2 separate regions of the Mus musculus genome follow, and region 1 is linked to region 2. The links are chromatin contacts, called in public promoter capture Hi-C maps. All regions are on one chromosome and are shown on one strand. Each heading gives the region's core, a stretch centred on a gene start, on an enhancer-like site or on the middle of the called end of the contact. The rest is flanking DNA. Distances are from core to core; before and after follow the strand shown. Region 1 holds the start of Mitd1 (MIT, microtubule interacting and transport, domain containing 1). Region 2 holds the start of Mgat4a (mannoside acetylglucosaminyltransferase 4, isoenzyme A).

The links. Capture Hi-C pulls out chosen DNA fragments and counts their contacts.
Region 1: a promoter capture Hi-C map of adipose tissue shows a contact between it and region 2. The contact joins the promoter of Mitd1 here to the promoter of Mgat4a in region 2. A contact is called at or near these places in 1 of 39 promoter capture datasets (cranial neural crest), 1 of 484 Hi-C or Micro-C datasets (the G1E-ER4 cell line), 1 of 115 datasets of contacts at active chromatin or transcription factors (bone marrow-derived macrophages) and 1 of 9 other capture datasets (adipose tissue).

The regions. Positions count from the first base shown.
Region 1 is chr1:37,888,205-37,893,785 of GRCm38.p6, reverse strand. Mitd1 (MIT, microtubule interacting and transport, domain containing 1) reads left to right here and starts at 3,375. Exons shown (of 7, transcript NM_026913.3): 1 at 3,375-3,626. The coding sequence starts at 3,476. Mrpl30 (mitochondrial ribosomal protein L30) reads right to left here and starts at 3,309. Exons shown (of 6, transcript NM_027098.3): 1 at 3,202-3,309; 2 at 763-843.
Region 2 is chr1:37,537,968-37,543,188 of GRCm38.p6, reverse strand. Mgat4a (mannoside acetylglucosaminyltransferase 4, isoenzyme A) reads left to right here and starts at 2,173. Exons shown (of 16, transcript NM_173870.3): 1 at 2,173-2,224.

The DNA of each region.
Region 1 (5,581 bases), core at 2,126-4,625, 350 kb before region 2:
AATGGAGTTTTCTATCACCCAAAACTTGTCACAACAAGTATAAATAATATTTGATCATTTTTCTTTGTCAGAGAAATCACAGAAAATGCAAAACTAGATGGTACTGAAGAAATTCTACCTCTTAGAATCAGAACCAAGTGCCCTCTTATTTTACATATGAGGAAGATGACTTGCAGAAAGCAATCACTTCCCCAAGGTATCCAGCCATTAGGAGAGTATGTACAGATAGGCATTGGTGGCACATGCCTCTGACCCTACACTTGGGAAGCCTGGGACAGAAAGAAAAGTCCTCCCTTTCAGACTCCTCATCTCCCCTCAGGAACCCTGCCAACCACTAGGGTTGGCATGTATGTACACATGGGCTCACTTTGTTTGTTGAGAGGACAACTACACCAGCAGCTATGAACACACTTTGTGCTCAGATAGTGACTTTAATAGCACTCGCTTCAAAGGGCTCCTTCAAGAGACAGCTGACAGTCTGCTGCAACCTGAGGAACCAGGAAGTCGGTACTCAGAAATGCAAACCCAAGGGAGCGTATTAAAGGGATACAGACACAACTGAAACAGCTCCCAGTGGCCATACTGGAGTGACTATAGTTAAACAAACACACAACAAAGTTTCAGTTTATAACTGGGACCTACACTGTCATGGATCAGTCCACACTTACATACAAGTAAAGGGACTGGAGCACTGCTCCCAGGAGTGCTGTACAGAACAGCAGGGGTTGCCATTAAGGAGAACAAACTGACATGTAACACTACCTCCACCAGGAGATCAGGGATGGGGAACACCAATGGTGATCAGAGCGGACAGCATTCCAGCCAGGGCTACATAGTGGGAACCTATCATAAAACAGAACAAAACGTTGCTAGCACCTATACTTGATCCCAGGACATGTAATGAAATGACTTCCACCACAAAGCCGATACATTTAACTCCACTTAAGAGAAAAACCACCGTGGACTGAGGGTTATTGTGTGTGCTAGCTAATTTTATGTCACCTTGCCATAAGCCCTGCTTGAGTTCCTGTCCTGACTTCCTCAGTGATGGACTATGATGTAGAAGAGAGATGTGTCTCTCAAAGGAAAATACACCCTTTCCTCCCCAACTTGCTTCCTTTTTTTGGTCATGGTGCTTCATCGTAGCAATAGTAACCCTAACTGTGGAAAACACTTCATTAACACATTTTCAAATATCTCACTTCTCGAAACTGCCAAGGTCATCACAACTAGAAACCCGAGAAACTGGCCAAGAACCCAAGAGCTACACAATCATCATTATATACAATACACACTACATTGGTGTCTGAGTTGGATCCTGGAATATAATAGGACATGGACACCCAACAAAGCTAAAGAAATCTGTCTTAATAAAGCAAATGACGTTAATAACGTACCAATTTGGTTCAGCAGCTGCACTGAGCACCCTACACTAATATTTGATGATAAAGGCAGAAACTGAGCAGGGAAGGTACAGGTCCCTGTACTAAGCTTCACTCACCACTTCTCTTGAAATCTAAAATTGCCTAAAGCTAAAAGCTCATTTATTAAAAAATAAATTAAAAAAAATTAAAGCTGGAACTAGGAATATGTTTCAGAGGTACAACGCTTACCTGGCATGCATGAGTTTCTGGGTTCAACACCTAGTTGAAGCTGGAGGTCTTCTCCCTATTTTGGCTCAAACCTTCTCTTGTCAACAGGTCTACCTGGATCACGCTGTTTCAGTCCTGAATGAGGACTACCTCCACCAAACAGCTTAACATTCGCAGCCACAGCCCTGCCAGCACTTCTGCACCTTGCCTTACTTGAGTACTCGTGTTCTATTGTACTTTGCTGGTTTACCATTTAGTGGCTGTCTCCACTCTGTACACGGGACAGTGCCAGAAGACAAGGACTTTATATTTTGGTTTGGATCTGCTCAAGTCATAGATGTGTCTCTCAAAGCAGCTTCGGCACTCAAGATTCTCTGCTGAAGTTTAATTTCAGATATAAGCAGGCAGCACCATCAAAACTGCTTTTTGTTGTTGTTGTTTTTCCTTTTGGTGAGGGAAGGTACTGGGGATTGAACCCATAGCCTTGCATACAGAATATAAGTGCTCTGAGCTGCAACTCATTTCAATACAGTAGGCATTATTCTTATGTGCGTAGCTTTTGGACCTTGAAGCAATTATACTGCCATCTACTGTACAACAACTTTCCTCTGTACTGTTGCAAATACCAGAAAAATGGGGCTGGAGACATGGCTCAGCAGTTATGAGCACTGGCTGCTCTTCCAGAGGTCCCACATTTAATTCCCGGTGACCACCTGGAAGCTTACAAATGTTTTTTTAACTCTATCTAGTTCCAGGGGATCTGACTATCTTCTGGCCTCCATGGGCACTACACGCACATGGTGTAGATATGACAGGCAAAACACCCATACACATAAAAATAAACTGAAAAATACCATTTATCACATGGGATATATAACCTATTTCTATTTTCTAATATGTTAATATATGAGTATACACAGAAAAACAAAAGGCTGCCAAAACCATTTTTCCTCTCCCTCACCCCGAAAGGTTTGCTGGAGTTTTGTTGTTGTTTTGCTTTTTTACAATGGTTATGCACGTAAACAGCTCTTTACCCCTAAACTACAACACCAGCTCGTAAGTGGTTCTTTAATTAATTTCTCTTTCTAAAGGGTCAAGGTATATATCTATAACGAGGAGTGAACATTCCTGAAAATACAGAACACTGAATTTCCCGTGCAATCAACCGCGTTCTCTGAAATCAACAAATGTCTCTCTTCTTCGAATTCCCAGGACGTAAAGGTAGTAGGCAGCCGTCATAACGGCCTCTCAGCCACCAAAAGCAGCTGCTTTAACAAGTGACAATCACAGGGGCCTGCAAAATCACTGTCTTTAATAAACAGCAACTCCAAAAACTCAGCACTCTAAAATCGCAACATCTTAAAATTAAGCAAGTTTTGCCTTCTTAAAAAAAAATAATAAATTTCACTGACGCTTGGATGGCTCGGACCTAGATCTACACGAGTGAGACTCTCAGAGACACGCGCGTCGCAGCACGACTCGAATAAAGTGACAACCTGGCTGCTTTCAGAAGATCAAGAAATAGGTCTGCGGGACCTCCAACTCGAAACAGAAAGAAAGTCATTTCGTAACTGCAGAGAGAGCCTCTAGCTCCCACGACCGCACTCACCGGCGACCGCTGTGTCCACTCCGAACGTCCCCGCAGCCGGAAGGAGAGGAACAGAGGCAGGTGGACCCAGTGCAACATTCAAACCACGCCGTTGCCGTCACAGACCGTACGGTTCTTTGGTTCCGGGAAAGGTTTTTTTTTTTTTTTGTCCCGGCCCATTCACAACGCGCCATAGAAGACAGCGCAGGCGCAGCGGCGTCACGCGTGCGCTTCCTGGAAGCGCAGTGGGTCAGCTCTTGGAATTTGCTGGCGGTGCCCAGGAGTTGTCACAGTGATGGCTAAGTCCAGCCTGGGACAGGATTCCGATAGCACTGCGGCGGTGGCGGTACTAAAGCGGGCAGTAGAGCTGGATGCAGAGTCCCGGTACCAGCAGGCTCTGGTGTGTTACCAGGAGGGGATTGACATGCTCTTGCAGGTTCTGAAAGGTGAGCGAGTTTCGGTTTCCGCTCTGTCTGGGACTGAGCGGAAACTTAAGAAAACGAAACTTACTAACTACCAGGAAGCATTCAAATTCAGGAGTTATATTCTGATAATCTGCAGGACAACGGAGGTGGTGGCCTTTGCAATAGACCGATGTTATCGCTAAGGACCATAAGAGGCATAACCAAATATAATCTATAAGGCTTGATAGGTCTTGCGTTTGAATCAATTTTATTCTTCGTTGTTGTCAGTTTGTGACATGATTTTTCTCCTTCCTCTGGCTCACCTTCCTGCCCTCACCCCAACTATGATCCATTGAGTTTCACTAGGGTGGAAGTTTGTTTACAGAGCTATGTGCACGTTACCAGCGACTACAGCACTGACTAAATTGTCTCTCCCTCCTCCATCAATGATTATATATTCATTCTCAAGATGGGGGTGCATTCCACGGCCATTTATTCTATGTGCACCAACCAGTTGTCAGTCTCTGCAGTCACTACCCGGTACTGGTGGAAGAGGCTTCTCTGACCATGTGGACTACAGCACTGCTCTATGGGCATAAACATAATGAGGTAGAGGGCAGTTTGGCAGATACATCATGTTGATTTAATAAAACTACAGCAGTAGTAGTACGGCCCCTAGGGCCTAGGACCGCCACAGTCTTGATTTTTAGTTAGGTATAAAGTACCAGATGAGAGTCCCTCTTGTCAAGCAGACTTCACATCCAATCAGAAAGCAGTTGGGTACCACATTTACCACGATTGCGCCAATGGGCTCATCTTTCCCAGATGGTTGGTTTTAACAGAGGGAGTGGCTGAGTAAGACATTTCTCCCCCAGCAGCTTGAGTAGCACCATCCAACACCGTGGTACTATCCAACAAGGAGGACGCTTTCAACCAGCTCCAGTTTGTTCTCGACCTGTGGTCAAGGCATGTGGCATCTTTAGCAATAGGGTCTTATGAATGAGTTTTGATGGACATCCAAAAGCAGGGGCAATCCTGTATTGTTTGGGGGGAACTCACAGCCCACTCTCAGCACTGGGGTGTATCTATCTATCTATCTATCTATCTATTTATTTTTCCTATTTATTTGTTTAGTAAGTTGTGTTTCTGGGAGCAGCTTTATCTATCCACAGAGAATACCTCCACTTAAAAATTTTTTTTTCTCTCTCTCTCTCTCTCTCTCTTTTTTTTTTTTAGCTTGCTGTCCTAGTTAGGGTTTCTGTTGCTGGGATGAAACACCATGACCAAAAGTAAGCTGGGGAGGAAAGGGCTTATTTACTTCCACATTGTAGTACATCATTGAAGGAAGTCAGGACAGGAACTCAAACAGGGAAGAAACCTGGAGGCAGGAGCTGATGCAGAGGCCATGGAGGAGTGCTGCTTGCAGGCTGGCTTGTTCATCATGGCTTGCTCAGCCTGCTCTCTTATAGAACCCAGGACCACCAGCCAGGGGGTGGCTCCATTCACAATGGGCTAGGCCCTTCTCCATCAATCACCAATAAAGAAAATACCCTACAAGCTTGCCAGAGGCCAAACCTATGGAGGCACCCCTCCTCAGAGTTTCTCTGTGTAGCCGTAGCTATCCAAACTCTCTCTGTAGACCAGGCTAACCTTGAACTCATAGATCTGTCTCCTAAGTGCTGAGATTAAAAAGACATGTGTCATAACGCTCAGCTAGGCATTTTCTTAATTGAGGTCCCCTCCTCCTCTCAGATGACTTAGGCTTATGTGAAGTTGACATAAAACTATCCAGCACTTACCAAGTATCAGTACTGTCAGTGTTAGCTAGTGCTCTCCTCCCCAGGCATGGCAGCTAGTTTTATGTCAAGTTGACCCAAGCTAGATTTACCTGAAAGGTGGGAAACTCAATTGAGAAAATGCCCCCGTAAGGTCTATGATTAGCAAAAAAAAAAAAAAAAAAAGGAAGGCCACAGTGTATATCTCTGGAGGTGAGAGAA
Region 2 (5,221 bases), core at 924-3,423:
AATGGCTCAGCCTTTAAAGGCTCCTGCTGTGGAGCCTGACCACCTGAGTTTAATCCCTAGTTCTCTACAGCACAAACTCCCACAAGTTGCCCCCTGCCCTCTGTGTGAGTGCCTTGGCATGCTTGTGACCCCACACTGAATAAATGCACAGAAGATATTATAAAAGGTCTTCAATTCATGGATGTCTATTGCTTCTTTTAACTTCTGATGTTTCCCTGTTTACAGAGTCTGAATATGTACTCTTCCTGAAGGTACCACTCCAGTCCGTACCCACATCGTATCTTTTCCTTTTTCTCCTCTCATCTGACCTTGATCTTTGCTTAGAAAATGTCTGTGAACACTCTCATTCCCTTCCTTTACCAGGGGGGAAAAAATAGAGAAAGCGGAAATAGGTCTTTTTAAGATTCATTCAGTCATCCGATAGCTGGTGGGTTGCTAAAGGTGAAAATGGAAACAGAGAAGCAGAAGTCTCTGAATTAAGGAGAATTGGGTTTAATCGCGGTTAGTTGCCTAAATAACTATTTGTATCCATGAAATTCTCTAGTTTCTCTCTGTATAACATTGGGATATCGGAAAAATGACTGTCTGTGTTGCTCAGTCTTTTAGCTGACCCTAACATAGCTCAAGGGCTGTTTCTCTCCTGTCGAGTATTTTCTTCCTCTGCTTGAAGCTGTGAACTGATCTGACACTCAGAACAGTAGAAAGGTAGCAAGGCCTGGTGTGTCTATGCTGACAGGAGAATTAGCAATTCACCCCAACCGTGTTTCAGACGCTGTGTCTGGTAGGGGTTCCATCTATAGTGCTTGTGTCCATCTTGAAGTCTAGTGCTGGGTTGCTAACTGTCAATGTTTTAGGCACAGTTATACAGGGAATTTAGCTCTATTTCCCCCCAAAGTAGAAAGCAAAGCTGCCACTGGGTTTATCATGCTTCTCCCATACCCCGGCTGGTGCAGAGCTGGGGGAAGAAGACTGTGAGCCTCTTTTGGGATTTTGAAAACAGCTTAGGAACAACGGAGAGAAATCTCACCACAGGAGAGCTGAGAAACCTATAAATATAATAGCTAATTATTAAACACTTAATTTTGAGACAAAAAAAAAACGTCCCCCCCAAAAACAAAAACCCCTCATTCCGATGTTGTATACTAGAGTTTTCTATTTTTGAATTACTGTCGTCTTCTGATCCAGATATTTATTGCCTTGGTGTTTGCCAGGAACAAGGCTGTTTCCTAGTTTTTTGATTTCTTGTATGTCTTTGCAGTGTTGTTGGGAGGATTATGGTAACAGGGAGGACAGACACATCTCTTATCTTATTAGCTCTGTAACCACAGGTAAACTCTTTAACCTTTTAAGCTCATCTGTGAGAAATGGGGATTAACATATATGATAAGCAATTAAAGATTTGCCGGGATTATGGTAAGAAGCAATTAAAGATCTTAATATATGCCAGGCTTGATAGCTAACAGATAACGTGCACAGGGGCAGGCCACTCACGTTTTCTATAGATGTCCATCCATTTCGATCTGAAACCAGTTTTAAACTTTAAGAAATGGTCATCTGACACGTGCTCAAGAGAGAAGGGAAGACTAACACTGCATAGTAGAAAAATCGGGGACATTAGCACTGAGTGGTGTGCCTTTAAACCCTAGTCATATTTGTTGCTTCTAGTTGCTCCAAATGGTCCTCCCTGCGTCTCTGCCTCCTCCTGGAAGCTGGAGGATAACGATGCTCCTCACTGATGCTGGCAGTGTAATGCTTGGAACAGCGGGCCTTGGAAGCTATGGTTGGATTAGAGCCAGGACCTGTCACCGCGCCTGGACCGCCAGAAGATGGGACCCAGAGCTAGGAGGAAAGGCCATGGTGACCAGGTTGTATTCCGTGGGCTCACTGGGGCCTTTGTTGCCTCCCGAGGTTGCATGCGCTCAGGCCGGAGGGTACAAGCCAGATGTGGCGGCTGCGCTCCAGCCCCGGCCGCAACACCGATGCAAAAAGGGGCTGGGGAGAAATATATAGGCTGCTCTATTGCGCCGTTGAGTGACAGGCTGGCCGGCCACTGGCAGCGGCGGCGGGGCGCTTAGGGAAGTGGCGGCCAATGGCTGGCGGGAACTGGGGCGGGGGCTGGGCAGGGGCTGTCCCTGGCGAGGGCGGGGCGCGCGGCCCGCGGCGGCGGAGGCGGCTCCAGCAGCGACGCCGGCGGCCGCGGCAGAAGCGCCCTGGCCCGCGGCAGGTGAGGAGCGCGGGGCGCCGGGCAGGGGGCGGCCAGGAGGAGTACGGCGGGGTCCGCGGAACACCCACCTGCTGGTGGCTGAGGCGGGGCGTCCCGAGGCCGCCGTCCGATCGCGCGCGCACCGGGCCTCGGAACCGGGAGCGGGGCGCGGGCCGGCCGCCCTCCGCGCCTCGCCGCAGCCGCAGCCCCTCGGTGCTGCGCTCCTTCCCGGTGGTTGGCCTGGAGCCTCGGGCGGTCCCGGAGCACCGGGAAAGTGCAGTGCTGTGTGCGCGTGCACCGAGACCAAGAGTTGCGGGCAGGATCCCGCGACTGGAGGGTTGGAAGGCTGGAGGGTTGGAGGGCTGGGGGGCTGGGGGGCTGGAGGTGGCGCCGCCGCGGGGCAGGTAGGGCGGGGGCCGCTTGCCTGCGGGGAACTAAGATGTTCCGGGAGGTACGGGGGGAGCGAGCCCGGATTCCTCCCAGGCCTGGGTTTCCTCCATCCCATGGAAGCGGCGAGTGGGATCCCCTCCCCGACCTCAGGTGGGGTCTCGGACCCCTCCAGGTGTGACAGGTGATGTCTGGAAGGCTTGGCGTTAAGTGGTGGCAGTGGTACGCTTCCCGCGCCCGCTTTTATTTCTCTAAGCGTTGTGATCTCAGGAGCGGGTTCACGGCTTACATTTAGAATTCGGAAATAGCTGTAGATGGTATGTTATCTTCTTCGAGCCTGCCATCTATTTTGCTGTTGTGCTTTTTGCTGCCGACAAATTATTTAGTAAAAGATAAAAGAATGACATGGTTATTCACTTGAATGTAAAAATCTAAATTTAGAATCATGTAACACGCGCTCTGTGGTTCAGGCTCCTTTCTCTTCCAAATGCTTAAAGAATAGTTTTACTAACAGGTTATGGTGACATAGGTTCCATTAACCCCTGAGTGTAAATCATAACACATACTAGACAATGAAATTATGTAAGCTGTATAAAAGAAATATTTATGTTCTCTAAGTGGAAAGGGCATGAGTTTTTCATAATTGCGGTTTATAAAGTTGTGCAGGCTTACGTCATGGTGTTCATTGATCCGGGGTGTCATGAATCGTGCCTCTTGTTCTTTCAGGCACCTCTGTTTTGTCTGTGGGATGCTGATGAAGGACTCTACCAAATGTTAACCAAAGTGTTCTTAGCCGTGGAACATATGGGATATTTCAGAGAACACTTTAAAAACTTAATTAAAAAAAAAAAACAAACCCAGATGCAAGATTGTTAAATCTATTAACAAAACATATTCCTCATTCTGCGGTTTAGAGTTGAAGCCTCTTTTGGAGGATGGAGGAATGGCTAGTTACGTAGTCATTTTTTTGTTCAAAGACTTGGTTGTTATCAATTAATATAGCCAGGACAGTCTTAAGGTAAGGGCGGTAGATAAGTATTCACATATGTGGCCTCGGACACAAATGTAGGTCACCTGTGTCTAACGAGCCAGCCTCAAGCTGCCTGGGGTGGTTTAAGGGTACGAGGTGTGTTCTGTTTCCTCCTCTCTGGAGATTTCATTCACGTGTGCTTCACGATGAAGCTTAGTTTGGAAAACCCTGGTGTAAAATGAATAGCTGCATTCCGGTGGAGTGTAACACTCCTCCTCCTTTTGAGATGTCAGAACTTATTAGTAGAATTCCCTAACCGTATCTTCCCTAAAATGGGGTTTGCTAACTTCTTAGGCCCAGTATTTAATACTCCATATGCTTCTGGGGTATTATGGATGGCTAATCTATAGCATTTATACTTTTATATAGGCTTCATTTGTATGTAATAAAACAACTTCTCTCTCTCTCTCTCTCTCTCTCTCTCTCTCTCTCTCTCTCTCTCTCTTTGTTGTTGTTTCTTGAAACAGGATTTCTCTGTGTAGCCTTGGCTGTCCTGGAACTTGCTCTGTAGACCAGACTGGCCTCGAACTCATAGATATCTGTCTGTCTTTGCCTCCCAAGTGCTTGCATTAATGGCATGGGCCACCACCACTTAGCTTAATAAAAACTTTTTTTTTTAAAGATTTATATATTTATTATGTATATAGCACTCTGCTTGCATGTATCCCTACAGGCCAGAAGAGGGCATCAGATCTCATTACAGATGGTTGTGAGCCGCCATGTGGTTGCTGGGAATTGAACTCAGGCCTTCTGGAAGAGCAGACAGTGCTCTTAACTGCTGAGCAATCTCTCCAGCCCCATTAATAAAACCTTTTAAATTATCATTTTAGAATGATTCTGCATATCTCTACTTCCTGATTTATGTCAGCTAGATATTTATTCTAATAATCAGCTCTACCTGCCCTTCCCCAACAAAATCCTCCCTGAAGCAAAATATGACTATATATAGACAGAAAGTGAAAAGTGTGTTTGTATAATGTCATACCAGGCTTAAAATTCCAAGTCACAGTTTACTGAGGTAGTGCCCCTGTTCTTAGAGTCAGAAGTCATCATTGAGTGTTTTATTGAGCTAATAGATTAGGTACTTGGTGGAATTTAAAATCATTGGATTTTGTTTTCCCAGTGAGGACCTTTGGTTGTAGGTGGTCAGCATGGGCATAGTTGGGATAAAGTTAGCCATGGGAGGTGAATAAATTAGGTCTTAGCAACTTGGAGAACCTCTTTGGAATACCAGGTGCTCAGGTAGTCACAGGCCGTGCAGTGGAATGTAGTGCTTCTAGAATTTTACATGGAAATGAGAGCTCCTGGCCAGAGAAACTAACAGGCAGGCTTTGTTGGGGACTCAGGAGGGAGGGATTAGCCAAAGGCTGCAGGAAGTGGGAAATTTGTTCAGAGTTGCACATTTGGACTGTGAAATTTTCTGTTCATTCTGTAGTTTTTATACCATAACAGGCTTGTGCCTACTGCAGAACAGAAAACATTTTTTAAAATGTAATACATTTGGAAAATTTATGTTTTCTGTCGAGCCAAGTTAACACTCAGAAAGGCTCTCTAGTCTCATCTGAGCTGCGACTGTCTCCTGCAGCAACTCCGTCCTGCTG